Linked DNA regions of Aedes aegypti: region 2 is linked to region 1. A link is a contact called in public Hi-C data. All regions are on one chromosome and are shown on one strand. The core of a region is the stretch at or near the end of the contact, and the rest is flanking DNA. Distances in the headings are between cores, read along the strand shown. Region 1 has its middle 89 kb from the start of LOC5568262. Region 2 has its middle 110 kb from the start of LOC110679344.

The links. Hi-C and Micro-C count contacts between places; a contact is called where the count stands out from the background.
Region 2: a Hi-C map of whole pupa shows a contact between it and region 1, with 5 times the contacts expected there. The contact joins two enhancer-like sites. A contact is called at or near these places in 2 of 2 Hi-C or Micro-C datasets (whole body and whole pupa).

The regions. Positions count from the first base shown.
Region 1 is chr3:352,991,042-352,996,158 of AaegL5.0, reverse strand. No RefSeq gene overlaps it. Among protein-coding and RNA genes, the nearest start is that of LOC5568262, 89 kb to the right of the region's middle. Within about 2 kb of position 2,323, at least 2 of the 3 cell types and tissues checked have open chromatin away from gene starts, as enhancers often do.
Region 2 is chr3:353,060,705-353,065,429 of AaegL5.0, reverse strand. No RefSeq gene overlaps it. Among protein-coding and RNA genes, the nearest start is that of LOC110679344, 110 kb to the left of the region's middle. Within about 2 kb of position 2,344, at least 3 of the 3 cell types and tissues checked have open chromatin away from gene starts, as enhancers often do.

The DNA of each region.
Region 1 (5,117 bases), core at 1,074-3,573:
AACTCAAGCATGATCACTAATCAGCTACAAGAGGTTTATATTGGGCACTGGAAGGCTGATATATGAATTCAAGGATGACGCAGATGGCAAAGTATACCGCTGACGATGGGAAGGTCTCGAGTTTGAATCCAGTATTCAGGTAATTATTAAAAGTGTGGTTATTTAATTCATGGTAAATGTATACACTGCATTTGATGTATACAGTGTTAGCTATTTTTAGTCATTTATTTGTTTTCAATCAATTTTGTGGCAGTTGAATAAAAGCTGAGATGAATGCTTATAAAGCGATTTTGAAGTTGTAGAATAAAGTCAATATACAACGACACGCTTTATAACTTTTCCAAATTTGTGTGAACAACGCCTGAACAAAGGCTTCACTTGGAAATAATTAAAAGGTTGTTCAACATGATGCTGAATTAAACTGCAATAATGTAGTTTGTTAAACTAGCGTTGTTAAATCATCAATCCTTATTTAGCTAAGTGAAACCTGAATAAACATCATTAGAATATATTATTACAGTCACTAAATGATAAGAAGCTTAATAATTTCGCCAGATTTGCTTGAACAATGTGTGCGTAGCAGCTGCAAAGTAATATAATGAAGCAACTATTCAGTATGTAGTTGTGAAAAATTGCTTAATAAATGATTATAAAATAGGCAAATGTTTCTTGGGATGTTATTTTCTTCTACTTTCAAGCGTAATGTTCAATCTGAAAAAAGCCTACTTCACCGCTTATAAGATCAACTATCACTTTCACAATTATTAACTGAGAGCTTTTTTCGCAAATTATCATCTGGCAACACTCAATGCAACTCAATGCTTCACGAAATTCATTTCGGTAACACTGAATGCGAATCGTCATACCTACGAAACTTCTTGTTTGTCACCGAGTATCAAATGCAGCATCTTATAATCAAAATTCCCAAACGTTTTCCAGACAACTTCGAGAAATCATGGCCATGAAGAAGACCAGTTTCATCGGCAAACTGAGAGCTGACTTCAGATAATTTCTTCTTAACCTCGTAAGTGAAATTTTCAAATAAATTCATTATTTTTATTTTATTTATTACCACCATAAACAACCATTATGCTGTCTACAATCCTGTAATCCTTGGACAGATGTTTTTCCTTAGGCTCGATGATCATTTTCGATGATACCGATCTCACGCACGAAAGCACCGCATCGGACCATGTGCAACCGTATGCCTTGATATCTCGATATGCCTTCTTTGCTTCATGAACTGAACATCATCTTTGAAGGCGTATAACTGTTCTTCAAACCGTCGATGGTTTTAAAACAGCTCATTCGAACAATTATTTCACGACTTCTATTAAACACTAGCAATTCAGATATTGATTCCACGACCTTTTTTGACTGCTTGCCATTGCCAAGAATTACTCCATCTTCGTCATTTAAAGACACCGCCTTCACCATCTTTAGCCATTCAGCTGCATAAACAGTAACTTAACACTAGACTACGGACAAGCATGCTCCAGTGGAAAAGCCGAGGAACATTCCTTACGAAAAGTTGCGAATGGCTTAAGCGGGAATCGAACCTACTCCACTTGGCACGATGCACTTACTGCCTAACAACACTAACCGTACGGCCACAAAGCCCACAAAAAACATGGTTTTAGCATGTTTAGCTTCTGTTCACAATATTGCTTCGAAATTCTGTTCTCTCACCTATTTTTTTCCCCACATATTAACATTGTTTGAATTTTAAAAATTTCTTTTTACTCATTCACACTTGCTACATGGGCTGTATTACACGTGAATTTTTGTATTATTCAATGAACACTAAAACACTGTTCAAATTAGTCAAGCATCTATTTGAATAATATGTTCCCAAAAATTGATTATCCTGCGAAATCCATCAATTTTCTATTTTCAACACTCTGCTACAAATTGATTATCCTGCGAAATCCATCAATTTTCTATTTTCAACACTCTGCTACTCTGCTACAGATCTGCATCGTTCAACAGCCAGCTATGAAATGAATTCCCAAGTAACTTTTTACCCTTCACTTCATCTTAACCACTCCACAACCAACATCCACAAAATGTTAATCCGTCCACCTTCACAATCCCGAGTGGAATGATCCCCAACTCGCAAAATTCGCGAACTTCTGCGCAAACATTTTGCACTCATCTCTAACCCCCTACCATCGATTCGGACATCACGAAGGTTCCAACTGCATGGTGGGGACTTTAAGATGAAGTTCGTCAAGTACCGTTGATTTCTTCTCCTACCAAACTAACTAACGGCATCCAACGAGTTGCGAATTTTTCGCCAATCGCAAACGTTCGGAGGCAAAAACGACACACCACGAATGAGAGTGAGATCTTCTGCCTAGTTCAGCAATCCGTTAACCCGGTTGGACCAATCAGCGTGTGAAATGCGCCATTTTGCAGAGGGAAATGCAACCAAAAATAATTGATTGTAATAAATGTATGTCTTAATCATACAACAAAGAGTAAAAATTAGATAATATCTCAAAAAAGACTAATTAAATGCCCCAACCCCGATAAAAACCATATAAAATTACCACCTGCAAAATGGCTGCAATCTTTCTCCGCGCTTTCTTTTGTGCAAGTCGCACGTAGCATGACACCCAACAACGGGAGAGCGAGAGCCCACATATTCGCGAAATCCACGCAAAAAAGCGATCCGCGCCGGCACCGTTGTTGGAGAGCAGAAGAGCGCACGCGAGAGCGTCGACACACCTCCATAAGCGCGAGAATCCGCACAGAAAAGGGATCTCAGCGCGACGCGTTCCCCCCACCATTGTGCGCACGCGACCTTAGCCGATCGTATTCCGAAAGGGATAAAATTCGCGAGACGACCAACGGACAACGGCGCGAACCGAACACGAAAGAGTTGCGCGAAAATCATTCGTGCCCGAGGGGTGGGGAGTCACTCAATGATAAACAGGATGACTAGAACGAGCAGAAGGCTGGTTTCGGGACCTTCGAGTAAGCGAGAGATGGCGAGTTGCGAATTTGGGGTAGGTCGTATTGGAGAGTTCCTGAGCGTGCGTCTGTCTGTACACAGAGTAGGGGTTGCGCAAACTGTTGTCCTAGGTCAGTGCAAGTGGTGCGACCACTAACCAACGAGAAATGCGGAAAATTTTGCGCGTTTGCGACACATGGGGAGTACCTATATGTATGGGATAAAACATGAGCAATAAAGTTGTATGAGTTGAAGATGTTTTTGGATAATGCGTGCGTATTGCGAAACTCGATTTCATTCTGGATCGAACCAGTAGATAACAGAGGGGAAGAACTTTGGGATTGTTTGGGGGATGCGTAGAGCGTGTTTGTTAGTGATCGTGAGAAAAAGCAGTCCTACGCAAAATTTTCAATGCTAAGGTTATGTTTATTTGTATGACTTGTATGGTCCGATTTGCAAACCGGGTGAACAATCACCGACAAAATAAAATGCCAATATTGTATGTCAATTAAGTACCCATTTGGCGTTTCGTTCGCTTGACAATATATTACTTTTCTTTGACCGAAGTTTCTTGATAATAGCATAATGATTAAGCAATTCAAGATTTTTAGGAGACGCTTTCAACCAATTTGAAGATTAAAATACAAAAAATACATGCTATCTTTGAAGTGCATTGTAAAAAAATAAATTCCAGTTTCGACACACAATTTTCGCCAATTTGCGTGATAACAAGTGGACACTTTATTTTGGCGGAGACTGTAAGTGCGAATTCAAAAAAAATCTATTCTGTAATTTTAACTTAACTTTAGGATATGCGATCATCATTTTACGTTTTTTATTGCTATAGGGTATATAAGATTAGAAAATATTTTAGCGTTCAATAAACATAGTTTACATATAAATGTTTCAGAGAAACTACGGGATCTTCTAGACGTAGATCGCCACATTCATGGGCACTATTCCCTAAGTTCTTAATTTTATATAATCCCAAAAATCGAATAACATTAAATTCGCTGAACTAGCAACTCAACAGTGTGCGTTTTGGCAAATATTTTCGCGTAATTAGCTTTGACTGTGTGCACAGATGTGCGTACACGCACATTATGCTTGTATGCGTACGAGACGAGCATGAATATACGACTTCCTACGCAACTGGTAGAGTGCCCGTGACCGAGAACTTGAAAATTTCGCTATATTATGAATCAAATAGATGGACAGAGGACTGCGCCAGTGGATGACCGGGCGGACGAAACTTGGAGGGGGGGCTCCCGACAAGCAAAATAGCCAAGCTCGCGGTCTGGGTGGTGGTTGTAAAACGTGTACAGATGTTGCGGAAACCGAGTTTTTGCCTGGTGGAGCAACTGGGAATGGCGAATCTATTCCCCAATAGCCCCTTCCGATGTAATATACTTCAACCCAAAGGCGTTCGTGGCGCTGCGTATCGCTCAGTCGGTTGGGTTCTTCGTAGAGTCGCGAAAAAAAAACTCGAAAACAAGGTGTCGGTCAAGGTTACTACGCGCTGCTGTGCTAGTATTCGAGTCACTTTAGCCGGTTACACATTTAGTAAATTGGTGATAGCGCGAATCAAGGAATTACTTTTGTTTTCGTTCAACCGGTTCGATGGCAAATTCGCGAAGATTTCAATCGGAAAACGTGACTTTAGAGAGTGGTGAAAAGTTCAACTTACCAAAAATTTTTGAAATCCAAAGAAGCTAGTGTCCAAAATGCAGCTATAACCTACAACTACGTTATCGCGAGCTCGATAAAAAAAAATGTGCAAATGTGCCAAATTTATTCAAGATGGAGCTTTCGTTGTACCATAGTGCAAAAAATGTGGTGAAGTTTAAGCGATTTTTTCCACCGTAAGTAAAACATCCTCCCGATAGTGGTGGTGAAAATCACCGAACAAGCATGGCGGAAACACTCAGATAAATCGCAACAGCTCTACCTACGAACTTAAATTTTGACTTGTGGAAGTGGATCATGTTTCGAGAAAAAGTGCAGCTTAAATTTCAACATCTTGTAAACGAGAAATACAGTTTGATAACTACTTTGAATATAATCATATACAATTGCAATGTGGTATGGTTCAATGCGTCGTTGTAGGTATGGAAAGAGGGAGGTAGATAATCCCCATTTGAGCCAATGACGTCATCAATCT
Region 2 (4,725 bases), core at 1,095-3,594, 69 kb before region 1:
TGCTCTACATCCGATTCGTGTGTGGGATTCTGATTCGGCATCGGGTCGTCTAGCACGTAGACGAGACAATAGAATCATTTACATTACTTACAGAACACAAAACGAGTACAAATGCGATCCAAGGGACCTTCGAGGTAGCCATGAAATCCAAATTTTACTATGGTTCTCCAACTCGATATCGAGTTACGGAATATCGAGTAAGGAAGAATAAACTGTATTTCATTTGGTAAAAAAAAAAAAATGAGAAATTTTCAGTGACTTTGCCTTCTCTTTTGTATGAGGACTTTTAGTCAATCGTTATGTCTGACACTCAGCCATAAGCTTTTCTTTTTCACGAAGAAGTTTAAAATCGATTTTCGATTTTTGAAAGTTTCGACCAAAAAGCATACGTTCCCCTGCCATATATTAAAAAAATCCAATTTTTAAGATTCTAATCATTACTATGACATATAAAATATATGAGAAAGTTTGTGAAAATTAATTATCTCGAGTCAATCCTGCACACATCATAAGCTGAACTTTTGCCGGTTACAAATCTGGCCCTTTTTCCACTTTCCCAACAGATGAAGATCCGGGCCACCTAATGAAGTTACGATGTGCCAAAGTGAAACGGCGTTTGCGTTGGCCGACCGGTTCGCACATGACGACGACGATTGATGACGAGACGACCCCGCCGAATGTCGACAGCGCGATGTGTTGATGAGAGAAAGCTACGCACAAGTTGCTTGCTGCACTGGAAACCGCATTTACGAAAAAACGTTTATCACCATTGTGAACTGTGGTGAAAGAAAACAACCGAAATAAAAAAACGGTTGATAAATGCCCTCTCTCACTCTTTTCGGTTGTGCTGCGGATGTTGCGGAATTGGCAACGGGCGGAATACAACGGCGATGCAGCATACATTTTTTAAAGAACGTTTAACGATTCGATGGACTTTCTGCACCCCAATCAAGTGCAATTATGTTGGGTTAATTTTGGCAAAAAAAATGTGTGGTAATTTCTGGTCCATAATTTGATGATTATTTATGGTCCAGTAGGTTTGTAGCTTCGGGCATTGATTCCACAGGGCACGTGTTTTCTTTGTTATATTTTGTTGTGAACATTCCTGTGTCAATGATTTGAGTTTGTTATCAATGATTATATGAATGTAGCCCGTTTATTCGACTCTACTAAATAGCCATTATTAGATCATTCCAAATAAAATACAACCTTGCATGGGTGAATTAACCCTCCGGATCCCGGGATCAAAAAGGTACACAAAACTTCAACTCTCGCGTTTTGTTAGATTGGAAAAAAAAACTTTTTAGAATTGCTCAAATTTTCCCTAGAGCCAATCTTTGCATTCGCATTCCAAAATACTTTGACGAATATACTAAAGCTCTAGCATGTATATTCAGAGCACAAGGGGTTTTGATTGTCGACATCAGCGATCTACCAAATGTGACTAGTTGGGGAAGCTCCAAATATTTTTGTTACAACTCATGCATTACTCTTATTGTTTTCTTAGTTCGTTTGGATCTGAGAAGCCTCAAATGATAGCATTTGCGTTAAGATTGGACACGATCATCAAACAGCTTTAAACTAAAAAACATGATCAGATTAATTTGTATTTGAATGTAAATATTTTACTGAGTATATATTATGAACCAGACTTCTAATTAATTCGTTAACTAATCATATTTTATAATTATCATCGCTTTTTTCTAATAGGCAATTTCACATTCGTAGATTAAGCTGTACATCAACAACCACTTCGCCTGATATTTTTATTTTAGCAGTTCCTATGCAACTTTATTAACCACGCTCTACTTTTGTTTTCTGCAGTAAAACTCATCGCGGATTCACCAAAAAGTGAGCTGTCTATTTACTATTTTTGTTCATCTTACATCCATTTCTTTTCAGCGAATTCAAATGTGTGGGCGCTTGTGTTGTTTTCACATTTCTTTCTCTCGTTTTTCACCGGTCAGCTCAGTCCGTGGTTACCCCAATATTTTCCCAAGTCATTGAAATTTCACAAATTTTATCGGTTACATGGGCAACGCAACGCAATTTTTAACGAATTCTTCGTTGCCTTTTGCCTCATGTTCCACCCATCGATGTTCGGCACGAAAAAAGCATAAAGACAACGGCAGCTAGCATTCGCAACATACATATGCCGAACATGCAAAAGCCGAATCGGCAAGCGAAATGTATAGTTCGGCATAGCCGACCAACACGTTCGGCTAGAGCTTCCCCTCATAAACCAACGATAACTGAGTGACCGGCAGTGAGAGCTTGCATGCTTCCCCTTCGAATCCGACGCAACATTCAACGATGTTACATCAACCTCCCCTCGTTTTGGGTGACTTTGAGTAGTGAGTTCCCGCAAACGAATCATTGTATACCGAGCATATAACATACGCACTTTTTATGTCTATGTGGTACGCACTTTTTTACGCGGCTCCTCTTACTTTTGTACAAGTGTGCAACTCTCAAATATGGATGTTATTTTATATTTTTTTTCATTTCTAGGTTTTTGCTCGCTCTTTGCGTTGATGATGGCTTATGTGTGTCACGATGCGGTGCGATTCGACTGCGTGCGCTCGATTCAAAAAGCTGAACCAGCCAAACGCACCAGCAGCAGCGTGGCATGTTTGAATGTAGGTAGGTACCAGCAAATACAGAGAATGATCGTTTGCTGCTCGACGGCAGTTCTGGGCCCATCCGCCACCAATTTGTCCGTCCGTGCATGTTTGATGCTCGATTAGGTTGGTGCAATTGACCCGACCTGCAGGAAGTGAAAGTGAAATCAATAACATTCCGAAATGATGCGTTTGTTGGTAGATTGGCGATTTTCTTGGAATAACTTGCTACTGTCTTTTACTGAATAATTGTAAGATTATTCACATTTTTACTGATGTTTCAGATCTTCCGAAAAAAAAGAAATAGCCAACGGGACTCAACACTGCATGTCGTTTGGGAAAAAAATCAGCCTTCTAGGCAAACTTTTATTAAATGTCTAATTTCCCGGATGTTCTGAATCTTTCAGAGGACCACAAAGTGGCCATTCAGGATTAGACGATGGCGGTAATATTTATATGATGAATGTTTTGTTTGGAAGAAGTAACTCCTCTTTAGGTCAGCATATGTACATTTTTTCGGATGTTCCGAATCTGCCGCATGGCCAAGGAATGGTCATTCAAGATCATACGGAGACAACGATGGTACCAAGCTCACATAGTTACGGATCACTTTGGCGTTAAAACCCGAATTTCTCGCTAAAAGCATACACTTTACTACGAAACATATTTTGTCCAATCATACTAATTGCCTTCTTCTTCTTCTTCTTAGCATTATCGTCCTCACTGGGACAGAGCCTGCTTCCTCAGCTTAGTGTTCTAATGAGCACATCCACAGTTATTAACTGAGAGCTTTCTTTGCCACAGTTGCCATTTTCACATGTGTATATCGCGTGGCAGGTACGATGCCCACGCCCAGGGAAGTCAAGGAAATTTTTTATTTATTTCACTTCGTCTTCAGCATTGCTGTACAGACTGTATTGGTCTTAACCTAATGTTATAATCTTATTCAAGCTTTAAACTTATTTCTACTCACATCAAAGTCAAAAACATCAACATTTAACAAATTAAAGCATCTTTCCATCGGGTGATTTTGTCCAAATACCGTACGATGTCTTGCGGTCCAGAACAACGAACGTGGGCGGGATCTCCGAGCCGGAACGAAAAAGTTCGCTAGTCACAGAAGATCAGGGCAATCAATCCGATTTGTCAAGACATCGAAAGCAATCATTCTTTGGAGAAACACACGACGTGTTCGCAAAGGCTCAAGCTTGATTAGTTCACAGCGATTCTCGTAAGGAGGCCGTCTAAGTTACGCAAACCGCATGAAACAACGTTGCACCCTTTCTATGCGAGTAATATGTATTTCTTGATATGGTGCCCAGATTTGAACAGCATATTCGAGAAGGCTTCGAACGATTGCGCAGTAAACAGTCTTCAGGGCGTAAACATCTCAAAACTCGGATGCATTACGACAAATGAAGCCCTACACAGCGAAAGCTCTCGTTGTTGTCTTAGAGATGTGTTCAGCAAAATTCAGCTTACGGTCCATTATCACTCCCAGGTCTTTTATCGACGTTACGAAATTTCCATTACGAAATGATCCTGGACTGACCGGGAATTGAACCTAGACACCTTCTTGCCTACTGTCATTTGTAATATTAAGCATAACATTCAACCGCAAAATATTGGAGTTTTTGACAAATGTTGAGCAGGTATTAAACAGCAATCAGAATATCATCGTTTTCTGTAGGAAGAGTCATCATTATACATAAGACCCCACAGATGATAAAATTCAACTATCATGGAATAAAAATGGTTCGTTCCCTTGTTCTTTCATCAAAAATTTGCTTGATTCATGGTTTTAAATTCTGAATATTGATAGTTCCAACAAGTGATCCATTATAAGGACCAGGAAGTCTTGGTTTTCTAAAATTATGAATAACATCTAACTACAGTCTGATTCTGTCAGTTTAAACATTGGACTGGATATTTTTTATGATGATGATGATGATGATGATGATGATGATGATGATAATGATGATGATGATGATGATGATGATGATGATGATGATGATGATGATGATGATGATGATGATGATGATGATGATGATGATGATGATGATGATGATGATGATGATGATGATGATGATGGTATGTTGCTACC